2 separate regions of the Mus musculus genome follow, and region 1 is linked to region 2. Evidence: chromatin contacts called from public promoter capture Hi-C data. All regions are on one chromosome and are shown on one strand. The core of a region is the stretch at or near the end of the contact, and the rest is flanking DNA. Distances in the headings are between cores, read along the strand shown. Region 1 overlaps Ttll11 (tubulin tyrosine ligase-like family, member 11). Region 2 holds the start of 4930402F06Rik (RIKEN cDNA 4930402F06 gene).

Evidence for each region. Promoter capture Hi-C pulls out the DNA fragments that hold promoters and counts their contacts.
Region 1: a promoter capture Hi-C map of the HPC-7 cell line shows a contact between it and region 2, with 2.4 times the contacts expected there. The contact joins the enhancer-like site here to the promoter of 4930402F06Rik in region 2. A contact is called at or near these places in 8 of 39 promoter capture datasets (the C10 cell line, the HPC-7 cell line, HPC-7-derived erythroid cells and 4 more), 1 of 115 datasets of contacts at active chromatin or transcription factors (embryonic stem cells) and 1 of 9 other capture datasets (adipose tissue).

The regions. Positions count from the first base shown.
Region 1 is chr2:35,858,735-35,862,282 of GRCm38.p6, forward strand. The region is part of intron 6 of Ttll11 (tubulin tyrosine ligase-like family, member 11); the gene reads right to left. Among named protein-coding and RNA genes, the nearest start is that of Gm10829, 19 kb to the left of the region's middle. Within about 2 kb of position 1,582, at least 27 of the 459 cell types and tissues checked have an H3K27ac peak or open chromatin away from gene starts, as enhancers often do. A contact at or near this core is called in the HPC-7 cell line, where this site is marked.
Region 2 is chr2:35,395,358-35,398,713 of GRCm38.p6, forward strand. 4930402F06Rik (RIKEN cDNA 4930402F06 gene) reads right to left here and starts at 1,817. Exons shown (of 6, transcript NM_001080709.2): 1 at 1,549-1,817.

The DNA of each region.
Region 1 (3,548 bases), core at 332-2,831, 460 kb after region 2:
TGGTGACTTTTGAATGATAGTTATAATAAAAATTATATGCATGCAAACTATCAAAGTATGCATATAATTAACTTTTCAAAATTGAAAAAACAGAAATCTGAAATAGATAAGGCATTGGAGATATGGAGATTAGATATGGAGATTACATAGTTATCCATTGTATTGTCTGGAGAGTTAAAATGTTTCATGATTAATAACATAGATGCTCCATTTTGTAAAAGCAGAAAACAGACAAAAAGTGCATGGAGGAAATCTCTGGTGCTCCCTGAGCCGAGCCCAGCCTGAGGACTGCAGGTCAGCAGGTGCAACCGAGGCCCTGAAAGGCATCTCATCAGTTGAGGCCTAGCCTGGCTGCCAGCAAGGAGAGGAAGCAGGAGCATCAGCTGGAGGGAGAGGCAAAGCAGGTAAGATAGCTGGGGGCTAGGGGGTGCCTTGGGGGGCACTGAAGGCAAGAGAGACTTTTATACTCCATGGAATGGTGATCTGTGCGGAAGGGCCAGCCCCTTCTTGGCAGTTCCCTTCCTCGAGGGTCCTAGCATGGAGCTTGTCTGGGGACTGGCTCAGATGGCTACTCAGTCTCAGAAAGCACAGCTATGGACAAAAGTTGTTTGTTGAGTTTGTGATTGATAATCATAGACCTTTTTATTATTATATATAATTGTGTACTAATAGAGCCCCTCACTCTTCCCTAGCCCTCTTATTTAATGCCCCATCTCCCCATCTGAGTGATGTGTTTCTGACCTATTTTTCTCCACCCCTCCCTCACCTCTCCCTGAGGATTGAACCCAGGCCCTGGGACATGCAAGGCAAAGGCTCTACCTCTAAGCCGTAGTCCCAGCCCTCTTTTTTGCTTCATCTCTCTTTTAGTTCCTGGAATCTTTGTCTCCTGTTGCCTCTATTAGTCTGCACCTGATCAGACATGGGGACTGCCAAGGTGCCTATCACCCCTGCCCCCAACGTCAGCACTTCAGATCTTCTCTATCCCTTTTAGAGTGGCATCTTCCTCTTCTCCTCAGAGCGCACTGAAGTGTCCCCTTCTTGAGGCACAGCAAACACTTTCCTCTGAGCCCTGAGAGCACCTTGAACCATCTCTCCCCATGCTGTGTGCTGGTGTCATGCTGGAGGCCAGGGCTCTCTGAGAGCCCAGCCTGTTTCCTAGGCCACACTGAGACCCCGCCTCCAGCTCACTGCAGGCTACATACAGAGCAAGCTTTATAAGACATTTGCTGAACAAGTCACTTTTTTTTTAAATTTTGCATAAACTGCAAATATAATTTTAATTGGATTACCAACTTATTCAAACACTATTCAACTCTAATTAAACAAAGAGGCCTTTATTCACCATGGAACCCAGAGATGTTGGCTACAGGCAGTGAGAAAACTGGAGGCTCTCCGGAGCTCCACTTACTACAGGAGAGGGCTATATTTGGGAGCCAATTAATTTCACAATGTCGAAAACTAATGCATTTAAGATGCTGCTGTTCACATCCATTTTTCTCCATTAAAACATTTTAACGGTGCAGTGCCTGTCATTGTCTTAGTGTGTGTGAGAGCTCTCAAGTAGGGACCTCAGGGTTGCCAGGCATAACTGGCGCTTGCACCTCACTTCTGAAATTGCAGTTAATTTTAGGAAACCTTCAAGTCGACACATTGTCACAAATGTGAGAGCTGGGTACCCACAAATGCCTCTGTGTTGGCTTCTAAGAGAGGTGGAGGAAGGGCTGCTCTCTCCCTTTCCTCTCTACTGCTCCGCTTTCCCCACAAGACCTCACCTTTAGCAGTGTGTGCTGCTGACGGATGAGCTGACAGCTGTGAAAGCGGTGATGATGACCACGGTGATAATGGTGACATTTCCTGAGCGCTGACGCGTGCTTTACAGCTGACCTGTCCAGAACAGGGCTGATTCCCTTCCTGTGGCGCTGCTCTTCCTGCTGTCACCCTCATAAAAACGGTTCTGCTCTCAAGCCTTCGTTCTGAGCTCCTGGCCTCTTTACTGGTGGGTCCTAGCTCCATGCCAGCCAGTTGACGAGAGCAGGGATGGGGCTCAGGACTTTTGTTCTAAGTGCTCCTTTCTAACAACCATTCCTGCAGGCACCTTGCCTCACATTGATTTTGCCCATCTTGGGGACTGTCACCTTTTTCTGTAGGACACAGACCAACGCCCCCCCTCCATGTTTCCCTCACCCCCACTCCATGGTTGTCTCTGGGAGGTAAGCAGGGAGTCTGCCTACCCTGCTTCCAAGCAAATCGTCAACCTTTCTAGCACTTCATCTCTCTGCAAATCCACACAGCTACTGCAGGCTGCTCCTATTCTCCCCCCCCCCCCCCAGGCTCCTGCTCTCTACAGGAAGGACTCTTCAGATGTCACACCTATCTCTAACCAGCTGGTTCCAGTGCAACTAAAAACCATTTTACTCTATCGGGGCTTCTACTGAACTTAGAGCTGTGCCTCCATGACTTGGTCCACAGCTAAGGATGGGAGTTCGATGGCCCTTAAGCGAGTGAGCTGTCACCGTCCCTACAATTACTTAGGCTACAGCTACAGAATTTGGAATGGTGCCCAGCAGACTAGTCCCTCAACCTTGGCAGTGCTGAAGGTCACAGGGCACTCAGCAGTATGAGCTGAGAAACGGTAATTGTAACACATCTTGCATGACCTTGGCCCATGAGTCTTTGAGGGAGTATCCACAGAACAGTGCCAACGGCTATCTCAAAGATGCCCAGAGGGTGTGTGTCCTGCGACTGTCAGGGCCCAACAGTGACACAATTGTTTACTTCCCTCCTTCAAGGCTGGGATAGAGTGGCCCAGCTCTCCTTGGGTGCACAGAGCCTCACGGACACTATTCAAGACCATCTGGATTAACTGATGGACTAGATCTTTGTGGCTGATCCTGATGGACACAGGAAAGGCTCGTCGCTTTCCCAGACTCTCACCTCATCTGCTCACTGATGCTCAAGTCATTCTAGCAGAAAACAAAAGCCTTTTACTTTGTAATGATATTTTATCATAGATTAGCATATGAAAATTTGCTGTTTCAAAGATCTTCTTGGTTTCCAAGAATGGTCAAAATAGGTCAGATTAGACCTACAGAGGCTCAGAAGACAGTACGAATCTGTCTGTCTCCTCCTGTACTAGGATTACTTCATAGAAAAGAGGATGTGTACTGGCTCCCATCGCTGTCCTGTCTTGCTATGGTCTGGACATGTTTGTTCCCTGAGTGCCTATGTGATGGGGACTTGGCCCCAGGTTAGTGGCCTGGGAAGTAGTAAGAAGCCTTTGAGGGGTAGGATCTAGTGGCAGGGCCGTTGGCTGGTTGCGGGATGCCCTTGGCAGTGATTAGGGCTATTCTCAGGAGAGTGTGATGCTAACCTGAACCTGGCCGCACCCTACATACACTGTGTATCTAGGCCTGACCACTTTCTCCCACCATTTCCACTTTCCTTAAGAGGACCCTCACCAGAGCACAGCTGTTACCATTGCTGTGCCTTTGAATACTCCAAATTGTGAGCTTAAAAAGCTTAAAGTTTTTTCATGTTTGTTTATGTTT
Region 2 (3,356 bases), core at 567-3,066:
AATCAGTATTTTACCCTCACCTCATGTCTGTGCCACCCTCCAAGCAGAACCATGGCTCACTGAAACAGTTGATGAATGGCTTCGTGGATAGACCATCTTAATACACACACCATTTCTTAAATGAATGTGACCTGTTCCCTGTGGGCTGAGAATGATGACAATCACTCAAATCAAATAGCTTTGAACATAGCAGGAAATCTGTATCCAAATAATCGTGCCTACAATTCATTCCTTGGCGCAGCAGAACTGTCAACTCTTAGCTTAGCTACTATGGAGGTAAAATCCTTTGATGATGTGAGGGACATTGAAGTACAGCCTTATTACAATGAACTCCAATGTTTAAAACTTGTTCTTATTTAGGGTTTGTACCACAGTAAGCCAAGATTTTAAAGCTCTACTAAAAATAAAACAAACAAACAAACAAACAAACAAAAATCTACTTATCTACTTTATGTTCATTTAATAACATGTCCATCATTCTTATGATTGGTATAGAAATATATATTGTGTTGAATATCATAAAAAATTAGTTGAATTAAAAAAAAAAAGAAGTCTAGCTGGGATTGGAGAGATGGCTCGGCAGTTAAGAAACACTAGCTGTTCTTCCAGAGGTCCTGAATTCAATTCCAGCAGCAACAAGATGTCTCACAAACATTTGTAATAAGATCTGATGTTCTCTCTGTCATGTACACACACATGCAAATGCATCACTTATATACATAAATGAATAAATCTTTTTAAAAAATGTTTATCATGTGTATATATCTGGTTTCATAGATAAAGTGGAATGGGCCAGCAAGATGGCTCAGTGAGTGAGGGTGCTTGCTGCTAAGTCTGAGGACCTGAGTTCAGTCACTGAGACCTACATAGTAAAACAACAGAACTGATTCCCTCAAGTTGTCCTATGACCTCTAAAGGGGACCTCCACACAAATAAGATATAACAAATTTAATAAAGCAGAAAATGGAGCAGAAATCAAATTTAACCCAAAATTTCCAAATTCAATTTAGAAGAAAATGATTAATAGAGAAATTTAAGAACTTTAACAAATGCCAAACCAAAACCAAAACAAAACAAAACAGAAACAGAAACAACAACAACAACAACAACAAAAAACCCAAAACCCAAACCAAAAAAGACAACATCAAAATAAAAGCCATGCACAAAAAGCAAATTGTTCTAATGGCAGTCATTTCCAAGGTCCCAAGACTAACAGTCCCACAGGAAAGTTTTAAAACCCCCGATGTCAAGCCTACACCAAGACAACTGAACAGCAGCAATCTTTGGATGGGATCCAGATGTGAATATTCTCAATCCAGGAAATTCCAAGATGCAGCCAATTGTAAATTGTGAATAAATGTTGTGTCCCTTGCCACTAAGAAAGACAAAAACTCCGTTGGGCTGCCTGTGGATTCTGGAGACGGTGTTCCACCACAGGGAGTGTCCGACTGTCTCCTGTCCACCTGATAAATATACAAAGCAGTAAGCTGCCCAAGAAACCCTGGAGGAGGTCGTCAAGTGGTCGCCGCTACTGGGATGCTTTCTTACCCAATGGATGCTGATGACCAGTGTCACCTATAAAGTTGAGTAGCCCAGAGAGGGGTGGGACAGGTTGTTGAAGGCTATAGCTCCCCTTGATAGAGCAGTTGAAGCAAGGGCCACTGAATTCCAGATCACTTCTTGGTGTGTGTTGTGTTGCTACCACCAAAATACCGAAGCTGGGTGCTTTACAAAAAGAAAAAAAAATGTTCCTCCAGCTCCAGATGTCCCAGAATCCATTCAGTTTCTGTTGAAAACCATGTGGCAGTCAGCCAGAGGCACTGTGTGGAGCGGAGCATGGGTTTGAGTGGTGGAGGGGAGCTGCCAGGCTTGCTAACAACCATGTCACAGAAGCCCATCTCCAGAGCGACAGCTCACTCATAGAAAAGCATTAATCCCTAGTCAATGCCTAACACAGCACTATCCACTGGAACCAAACCTCAGTGTGAACTCCACGGGGAGAACCACATCTCAACCATACCACACCTACAAACAGTAGCACCCTTGGCGCACATAAGCAATGTGTCTCTCCTCTAAGTCAGCGTTAAGATTCCCTCCTACTTCCCTTATGCCTTCTTTATTAACTGTGGTATATGTAGGGTTGATTTCTACCTGTTTATTTGATAAACTGCACAGTACACCTACAGCACCACTAAGCTATAGAGCTAGTTCCATTTATATGAAGGATCAATAGCATTTATACAAATGACGCTGCCTTTAATAGCACCAAAAAGAATGTTTTCATCACTCCAGAAACTGGTTCTCTTTGGAACTCCTGCCCCCTGGTGTCCACGAGAGGGAACTGCTTTGTCTTAGCTCTGGTTTCTAGGGAGGAAGTGGAGCTTTAGAGTTTCCCACACAGGCAAACAGATAAATCTGTTAGTGAACTCTGAAAGAGTGTAATTCCAGCCGCTCCAAGATTGCCACGAATGACATTTCTTGAGATGGGGTGAAGTTTGCCACCCTGTGCAAGTGTGAATCACTTAGCAGTGCCCTTGTATCCACCCACTACATGCCAGTAGCACCCACACTCACGATCCAGTTAGGACAAGCAAAAAAAAAAAAAAAAAAAAAAATGCAAATGCAGCCACTGTCATTGCCAAGTGGCTGCGAGGGCTGGAAGGGAGATGTGAGCTGAGAGCCGCTGATGTGCTGCTGTGGGGAGACAAGGAGGCCAGGACTTACTGCCCTGCGAGCAGCACGGAACCCTGTTGGCCATGGCACTGGCATAGAGCCTCAACCTGAACCCAAGCTGAAACCCCGAGGTCGCAGCTTGTGAACCACAGGGAAAAGGTTCTGTCTGCTGGACCACAGATGGAAATGCTAGTAGCAGGGATGTGAGAGAGCTGGTCCCATCTCCAGTCGAGAAGCAGAGAGATGCTGATGCTCTGCCTGCCTTCTCCTTTGTATTCAGTCTGGGACCCCACATTGACTGGTGCCATCCAGTTAGAATGAGCCTTGTTACCTCTGTCCACCCAACCTAGCAACTCCCTTGTAGACAAGCCCGATGTCTGTTACACTGGGAGGGAGTGGGGAGCATGCCTAGGCTGGAAAGATGGCTCAGCTGATAATGTGTCTGCCACGTGAACACTAATCTGATCCCAGAGAACGCCCATAAACTGTCTAGGTGTGAGGGCATGCCACTGGAACTCCAGGGCTGCTGTTGTGAAGACTGCAGACCATGACCTGCAGCTTGGAGTCCAGCCAGTCTATCCAATCAGCAAACTCCACTCAAGTTCAGTGCCTGTTAGCCTAGCCAATCGGCAAGCTCCATTCAGGTTCAGTGCTAGCCAGTCTATCCAATCAGCAAACTCCAC